Regions from separate parts of the Danio rerio genome. Here region 1 is linked to region 2. The links are chromatin contacts, called in public Hi-C maps. All regions are on one chromosome and are shown on one strand. Each heading gives the region's core, a stretch centred on a gene start, on an enhancer-like site or on the middle of the called end of the contact. The rest is flanking DNA. Distances are from core to core; before and after follow the strand shown. Region 1 overlaps p2rx1 (purinergic receptor P2X, ligand-gated ion channel, 1). Region 2 overlaps atp2a3 (ATPase sarcoplasmic/endoplasmic reticulum Ca2+ transporting 3).

Evidence for each region. Hi-C and Micro-C count contacts between places; a contact is called where the count stands out from the background.
Region 1: a contact with region 2 is called in a Hi-C map of hematopoietic stem cells, with 5 times the contacts expected there. The contact joins two enhancer-like sites. A contact is called at or near these places in 5 of 18 Hi-C or Micro-C datasets (caudal fin, embryo, hematopoietic stem cells and 1 more) and 1 of 4 datasets of contacts at active chromatin or transcription factors (caudal fin).

Annotation. Positions count from the first base shown.
Region 1 is chr5:32,062,816-32,066,737 of GRCz12tu, reverse strand. It overlaps p2rx1 (purinergic receptor P2X, ligand-gated ion channel, 1), which reads left to right. Exons shown (of 12, transcript NM_198982.1): 5 at 1,007-1,094; 6 at 1,828-1,908; 7 at 2,398-2,539; 8 at 3,420-3,565; 9 at 3,887-3,922. Among named protein-coding and RNA genes, the nearest start is that of p2rx1, 22 kb to the left of the region's middle. Within about 2 kb of position 2,562, at least 3 of the 62 cell types and tissues checked have an H3K27ac peak or open chromatin away from gene starts, as enhancers often do.
Region 2 is chr5:31,883,445-31,887,755 of GRCz12tu, reverse strand. It overlaps atp2a3 (ATPase sarcoplasmic/endoplasmic reticulum Ca2+ transporting 3), which reads right to left. Exons shown (of 21, transcript XM_692016.11): 21 at 2,378-4,311. The region is part of intron 2 of LOC141385833 (a long non-coding RNA gene); the gene reads left to right. Among named protein-coding and RNA genes, the nearest start is that of camkk1a, 82 kb to the left of the region's middle. Within about 2 kb of position 2,270, at least 12 of the 62 cell types and tissues checked have an H3K27ac peak or open chromatin away from gene starts, as enhancers often do.

The sequences.
Region 1 (3,922 bases), core at 1,313-3,812, 180 kb before region 2:
GACAACAGGTGATAAAAATAGAAATAGAAAAATATGGAAATGATTCTAAACCCTGAATTTCTTTCAAGAACACCAATAAACAATGACTTAACATAAAGTTGATTTAAAAGCACAATCAAATCTACATTATTGACTGATATGACTGGCTCTATGTGGGTCACAAATACTCAAATATTGACTCAGTTTCAGATGCAGTGTAGCAGAACGATTTACTCTAGGAATACAGACGCAAGTAAACAACACTATCTCACATTGATGTAATTCAAAATTCCCCGACTTCCAGTCATGGGCGAGTGGCACAAACTTCCAACAAACTTATGATCCTTAATCCTGTTACAAGAACTCGGGGTAAACTTCACAGCTGTTTCTTAGAAAAACACACAACCTTCTTCTTTCCTCTATACTAGCTATTAAATTTTATTTCATGCATACCGAATCACTAATTATATTATATGTTTCATGGTATGTGGATTTAATATTTGAGACAAGCAAAGTGTGGCACATCTTATAGCAAAACAGTGTATTTCAATAGTCTATTGATGCTGTACTGCCAGTTTATAGTGTGAATGTTGATTTTCCTGGCAAAGAGTCATACTGAAATTACAAACATATGGCTGACTACAGTCTGATGAAAGCATTCCTAAATAACTGTATACTTCATTCTCATTAATTCAGAGAAAAGTTTATTTAGCAACATTAAAGTCATGGCAGCCCATCAGAGAACGAGCACAGTCAAGTACTAACAGAAATAGATGTGTATCAGCCACACAAATTTACTCAATTGTTGTACTAGTGCTCATCATATCTTGTTCAAAAAGTCTTATAATCTTCTACCTAATATTGTGGCAACTTGTTTTATACTTTAAAAATGAGAAAATAAAAAATTTTGGCCTACAAAATCTGCCATCTCTCTCTAGGGCTTGTGTAGGTTTGCAGTTTTTGTTTCGATTCATTCCAAACTTTTTCTTCTCCATTTTTTTTTCTTATGCCTTACTGTCTCTCTCAGGGCACATGACGGGCAGGTGTATGAACAAAACCCAGACTTGTGAGATCTACTCATGGTGTCCTGTTGAAGACGACCGTAAAATACCAGAGTATGAATGCTTACTTAATTGCTTTTGATATTTGATCAGTCACATTAGGATGTCAAACAACAATCTGTAATCTACAACTTTTATATATTTTGAGTTTTTCAAAATAGCGGTATCTGGCCCTGTAGCCATTGATAGTCATGGTACACTAAAAAAATTATCATATTTAATGATTTAAATATGATTTTTTTTGGATTTAGGATTTTTTTTAAAGTTAAGTGGTTGTAAACTATTTATTTGGGCTGAATTAAAACAAATAAATTAGGATGAAAAGAACTAAATTTTATTTGTTTAAATTCAACATAAATTGCTTGCAAAAATTTTGCAAACATAATTTTTTCAGTGTAAAAAGTATTATGGAATACTATAGACTTCAATGGGCAGTGGTTTTCAGCATTATTTGAGTAATAATAAGTGAATAAATTATGATAAAATGTTAATTTTGGGGTGAACTCTGCCTTTAAACATTTTCATTCATTTTTAGTTGCTTGTTGACCATTATTTGAGTCAAATGTTTGCTATATGGTTTGTTGAAGCAAACATTTACATCTATATATCCTGAACTTGTCAGTGTAAATCAAATTACTCTTGACAGTTACCACCCTGCAAACGTAAATGCATGTTTGTTTTCACCTGGGGCAAGTGACACATTGTATTGACAGTAAAACTGTTTCAAATCAGCCCACGGTCTTGCTCTGACACATTTAACTTCTTTTGTCTGTCTTGTTTTTTTTAGCCCTCCAATCCTACTGACAGCAGAAAACTACACACTATTCATCAAAAACTCCATTACCTTTCCCCAGTTTGATGTAGTCAGGTAAAAACACCTCCTTTCTGTTGAAAGGAGATATTTTACTAAAAAACTAAATAAATACAGCGGTATTGTATTTTTTACTTCAAAGATTCACAGATCTATTTTTCCTCCTATAATAATAATGATTTTTCATTTGTTGCTTTAACTCAAACTTGGTTAAAATATGGACCAACCAACCCAACAGTTGATTTGCAAATGTTTAAAACTAAAATTTAACATAAGCCTTGACTTATCTTGGTCCATATTTTAACAAATAATACTAGCATAATACTATAGATTTGACATAAATAAAAACAGCTATTATCTAATCCCATTTTGACTCATTTTGAACACACCATACAATGTCTTACAGTTATCATTTTATTACAATAACCGACATACAATGACTTCTAAAAATATCAAGGGAATTGTCCCTTGTCATAACCCCTTTTAAATGTAACAATACAGTTCAGCAGACAATATTTAGTTCTATCTTCTTCTCTCTCTCCCTAGGAGTAACTTGGTGGAGGGTATTGATCAGAATTACATCAATAACTGTGTGTATCACCCCAAAACTGCTCCGCTGTGTCCTATCTTCAGACTGGGTGACATTGTTGAGCGATCCGGGTTCAGTTTCTCAGAAATAGCTCGTGTGGTAGGAATTTGTTATTGGCTTTGTAAATATTTTGAAACGTCCACAGATACTCACACTTCTAGTAATACTTGTTCTTCAAACACACATTCATTTATATTATATCAAGAGAAATCTGGAACATAACCAGATGTTTCTCTGTCTAGTGCAAGTGATCACTAGGATATTTAATTACACTCTCAGAAATAAAGGTACAGGAGCTGTCACTGGGGCCAGACCTTTTTAAAAGATACACTGTAAAAAAAATATTAGTTTAGTAATAATAATAATGGATAATTAATTACAGAAATTTACCAGAAATTTAAATGTAACTATATTTCTGTGATTTAACATCTGTTATTTTACGGAATATTTCTGTAATTTAATGGCTGTTTATTTTACGTTTTTTTCCGGCACCCCATTTTTTTTACAGTGTATATATTTGTACCCAAATAGTCCAAAGTGGTACCTATAAGGTGCATATTAGTACCCAAATGTACCTTAAAAAGTACCTTTGAGGTACCATTATGGACTATTCAGGTCAAATATGTACCTTTTGAAAGGTACTGCCCCAGTGACAGCTCATGTACCTTTATTTCTGAGAGTGTGGGATATCTCATAAAACTTTCCCAAAGGGCATTTGTAGGTAAAAAAAAAGTAAAAAAGCATATATATATATATATATATACATGTGTGTATTGTGTGTGTGTGTGTGTGTGTGTGTGTGTGTGTGTGTCTCATAAAATGAGACCTTTTTGCAATGTAGATCCTATTTTAAACATCTCACAATTACATTTATACTTTTTCCAAATAAATAATATATCTAGAGGATAAATAATACAGAGAGGATACTAGATGAACATGGGATGATAATTGTCATGGTTTTCGCTGTGTAATGTTTTAGGGAGGTGCTATAGGAGTCCTCATTGACTGGGACTGCAATCTGGACCTGAGTATCAGATTCTGCAAACCAAAATATGAGTTCTATGGTCTTTATGGAACTGGGAAAAACGACCAAGTAGATAAAGCATCTCTGGGATACAATTTTAGGTGAGTGACAAAAATGATCCCGTTGTCAGTATGAGAAACTTGAGGCTGACAGTGACTGAGAAAAACAGTGTTGTGTAATGACATATTTTAGAAGCTATATTTGATATTCAGGTTGTCTTAAAAATAAAATTATACAGCTACTGTAAGCTGAGAAAAGGTCAAACCTGCTTTATTGTATTACTGTAATGTCTAGCCAGTACACTTTAATAATACCTATAAAAGAATACACTGAAAATGGTATTGAAGCTTTTTAATTAATATTCTATTAATGTGTGGATTCAGCCCTAGAACTACAGTGTTATGTGCTTCTGGCTGTTTCAGATTTGCTAAATATTATGTGGAGAATAGTGTGCAGAA
Region 2 (4,311 bases), core at 1,021-3,520:
GAATCATCTGTTTGTCTATTTTTTCCCTTCTTCATGTTTACACAATCTAATGTAAAGTCCAGTATTAGTCCAGGGCAGTGGTCACCAAACTTGCTCCTGGAGGGCCGGTGTCCTGCAGATTTTAGCTCCAACCCTAATCAAACACACCTGGACAAGCTAATCAAGGTCCTATTAGGTATACTTGAAACAACCAGGCAGGTGTGTTGAGGCAAGTTGGAGCTAAACCCTGCAGGGACACCGGCCCTCCAGGACCGAGATTGGTGACCCCTGGTCCAGGGTGTTTTTCATTTGTGAGTTGCATGTGATGGCAGTGATTGGGTCTGGTGGGAATATGAAGTCAGGTATAAATTCTCTGTAGTCTCAGGGTGTGAAGACTAGCTTCAATGAATGCTCATTAAGTGCAACTAATTGCCACTCATCGGCCCTGAGGATGAGCTGCCTCAGTGACCTAAAGGACCTATTTAAATAAACTCAAGAAACACCAATGTGATAAAACAAATTAAGGCTTCGTTACTAAAATTTATGTTTTTTTTAATCATTTGATGAATGCCAAATAATGGAATATAGGCTAAATAATACTTAAAACGCTTAAAAAAAAAAAAAAAGTCTGCCTATATTTTAAATGATGACCCTTTTTTGAATTCATTCATTTTCTTTTCAGCTTAGTCTCTTTATTAATCCGGCGTCGCCACAGCAGAATGAACCGCTAACTTATCCAGCACGTTTTTACGCAGCGGATGCCCTTCTAGCCTCAACCCATCTCTGGGAAAATGACCCTTATTTTTCTTTTAAAAAACATTTAGTGCTTATATTTATTTATTTGTTAACAAAGCATGTATTTTAACTGACAAGAAGAAACGTGTTTGAACCTCTTTTTCCTTATTATTTTTTTATTGAATACAATAAAATAATCACTGCGTTGAAGAGAAAAATAACAAAAGTTATGAACGAGAAAGAGGGAAAAAATTTGTCTGTCATTAAGAAAAAAGATAAAAAGCTTTAAGAAACATTATTCTTCTTATTATTACTATTAATAATAAGCTTAAGAGATTCAATATTGAAAGAAATTCCAGCAAGGAAAGTATTAAAACTAGGTATTGCCCCTAATTCTTATTTATGTATTGCTTTATTTTTATGATGATGTCATCTTATTGACAGCATATTGGATGTTGTCTGTCATGCATATAGTTCATTATAAACCGCTCCATCAAAGTATTAGAGTTGAAAAAGGTTTCAAAAATCAGATTAGGCAATATATAAACATAATTTTGATTCTTATAGTTTAAAGTAAATATAGGTATGTGGTAAATATATAAATATATTTAGAAATATATTTTGCTAATTTTTACATACATTTATATCTGTAAAATCCATACATGAACTTGTGTGTTAAACATGAGATTTGCATATATTGCCAAACAGCATTCGAAGTCCGAATCATTAGTCCCCATTTGAATTTAAAAAAAATTTATCTTAAATGATTTTAAAAGAGAAGGAACATTTTATAGTATGTCTGATAATATTTATTTCTTCTGGAGAAAGTCTTATTTTTTTATTTTGGCTAGAATAAAAGCAGTTATTACCTTATTTCTAAAATCATTTTAAGGTCAAAATTATTAGCCCTTTTAAGCTGTATTTTTTTCGATAGTCAGGCCATTGTTATGCAATAACTTGCCTAATTACCCTAACCTGCCTAGTTACCCTAATTAACCTAGTTAAGCCTTTAAATGACACTTTAAGCTGTATAGAGGTGTCTTGAAAAAATATAAACAGGGGCTAATAATTCTGACTTCAACTGTATCAGATTTCTATAAGAGTTTCTGCAGTGCTTCCACAGAAAAAAATAATAATTTAGCTTAAAAAAAGAACATTTTAGCCAACAGTAATTAAAATAACCATAAACTTTTTTCCTCTAAAAGAACCTTTGTAAAATTAAAGTGTTCCATGAAAACAGTATTGTTAATAATCATGTGTTCGCAAACACACAAGGAATTTTTAATAGTCTAGTGTATTTTTTGTCTTCTTATTACCAACATTTGAAATCAAATTGGCTAAACATTAGCCAACTAAAGTGTTGACATGCACCTGCTCAATTATGAGAAATCAATTCTCCAAATAAAAAAAAAAAGAAAAAGAAGCCTATAAACAGGCTCAGCATAGTCCACCCTCAATAATTATTTAAAGAATTTTATAATATCATTAAGTATCTGTCGTGTAAATGTGAATATTGTATTAGACGAGTTGTTGGGGCCAATATATAGTACATGATGTCAGTGTCCTCTGGTGGTAGCTAGTGTTCATTGCATCCACAGCTCTAGACTACGAATGAAAGATGATGTTTAAACGCAAAAAGAAAGCAGCAACAACAGCATGGAAATAAATTAGAAGATAAATAATCTTTATTTGACATGTCTTTTTCATATATATAAAATTATGTATCCACAATTAATATTACCAAGGCGTTTACAGAGAATTCTTTCTCAGTAGTGGGTGCAAAGCTCCAGCCGGTTTGTGCGCAGGCAGAAAGACAGCTGTCCAGTCCGAGTGAATCATCTCAGGACCACGAATGGGGAGAAATCGACGACACTACAATCTCTTGTTTGCGCTCCTGATTGTCAACCTTTCCGAAGTGTCCACAACGAACAATCAAGCACGTTTCAGAGTGAAAACATTCAGTATCGTTTGATGAAAACGTTTCGCGGGAGAAGCACCAACAAAAGGCATTCAGTAACGTTAAGGAATATTACTCGAATCGGTTTTAAATATGGATTGAAATAGATACAAAGTGGACGTCCAACTTTCCGCGTAACATTTCAAATCTCTGGAGGCACAAATCCCACACCAAGCCCTTCAGGAGAACAACTTCCGAAGTCAGTAGGCTATATTGACTAGTGGACGCCACTCTGTGTAAACCACACAAATCAAACAGACAAACAAAAACAGAGAAACTGAAACTCCTCAGACATTCAAACCCAATTATAGTTGCAAAAAAATGATCATTAGCACAAATCTTATCTTTATTTTACAAGTCCTAAACTAAATTTAAAAGACACATAAACCCCTGCAACCTTTAAAACAAACTGTAACAATGAATAAACAACCGCCACTATTCTACAAAATAGTCTCAGTTAGGTGAACGCTGAAAGAAAATTCAAAAGAAGTTTTGCAACTGCTCTCTCCCGGGTGATGATGATTTTTCATTATTTAAAAAAGAATTAAATATACTGTATAGGTTATTAATTACAGTAACAAGGTTCCATGCAATCAGGTATTTCTTTTTTTTCCTGTACTGTACAAGAGTTCAAGAGATCAGTAGTTATTAGCAAGGCTGTACAAGCCCACACTTTCTATTGGTGCAGATGCTAGTGTGATGAATATGAGCGGCCATGTTGCCTCGTGTCAAAACGCTGACCCTAAAGTTAGCTACTAACTATAAGTGTAGCACATGAGACACAGAGCTTGCCTGTTTAAAATAGCATTTACACCACTCACATTTGTTACTGGCAAAACAGATGATTCGAAGCTGTGACAGAAGGACACCATTGTCACAGCTAGCAAGCGGACAGAGACTTTTCACACTGCGCTTTTAGCATATTGACACCAGGCACAGGCGTAGCTGCTTTGCCAATTCGTCTGAAAACAGCACACCAGCATTACCCAACAGATCGATGAGGGCATATCAAACCCTTAACAGCAAAACTGACAAAGCTAAACCACCTGGGTTCTTTCAGTCGAATACATTATTACTGTGTTAAAAAAAAAAAAAAAAAAGTAGCCAAGTTCATCAAGATTGCAAGAAAAGCACTAGCGGTAGAGAATCCTCCCTTTGTGGACACGACGTGTTCATGATGATGATGATGGAGGATGAAAAACGTGCAAAAGAAAAAGCAATTCGGCAGCATTAAAGGAGCACGAAAAGCCTTGCTAGCAAGCAGCAAGCCAAAGTACATTCAAGTGAGACCCCTTTACTCCCTAAAGAGGGTGCGCGAGTTTGTGTCTGTGTGTAGGAGAGGGAAAATCAAAGCAGTCTCTGCAGGTAATGCTGCAAACCTGGACTGCCCTCAGTGAACAAAACCCTTTCTTTCCTCCTCTTCCCTCTCATCACTTTCGAAACCTGCAGTGGATAGTAATACTTACATCATGTGGCAGGTTGCACCATGTTTGGATTGAATTATTACTAGTGTTCAAGTGGAGTTCACTCTTTTACAGAATAGAGGAGGAAAAGTCTGAGGCACATTAGTTCACTTATTCGCTTACTGTTGTTACGGTTGTTGATTTCAATCGATTTCTGCGCAGTTTTGAAATGTTTTA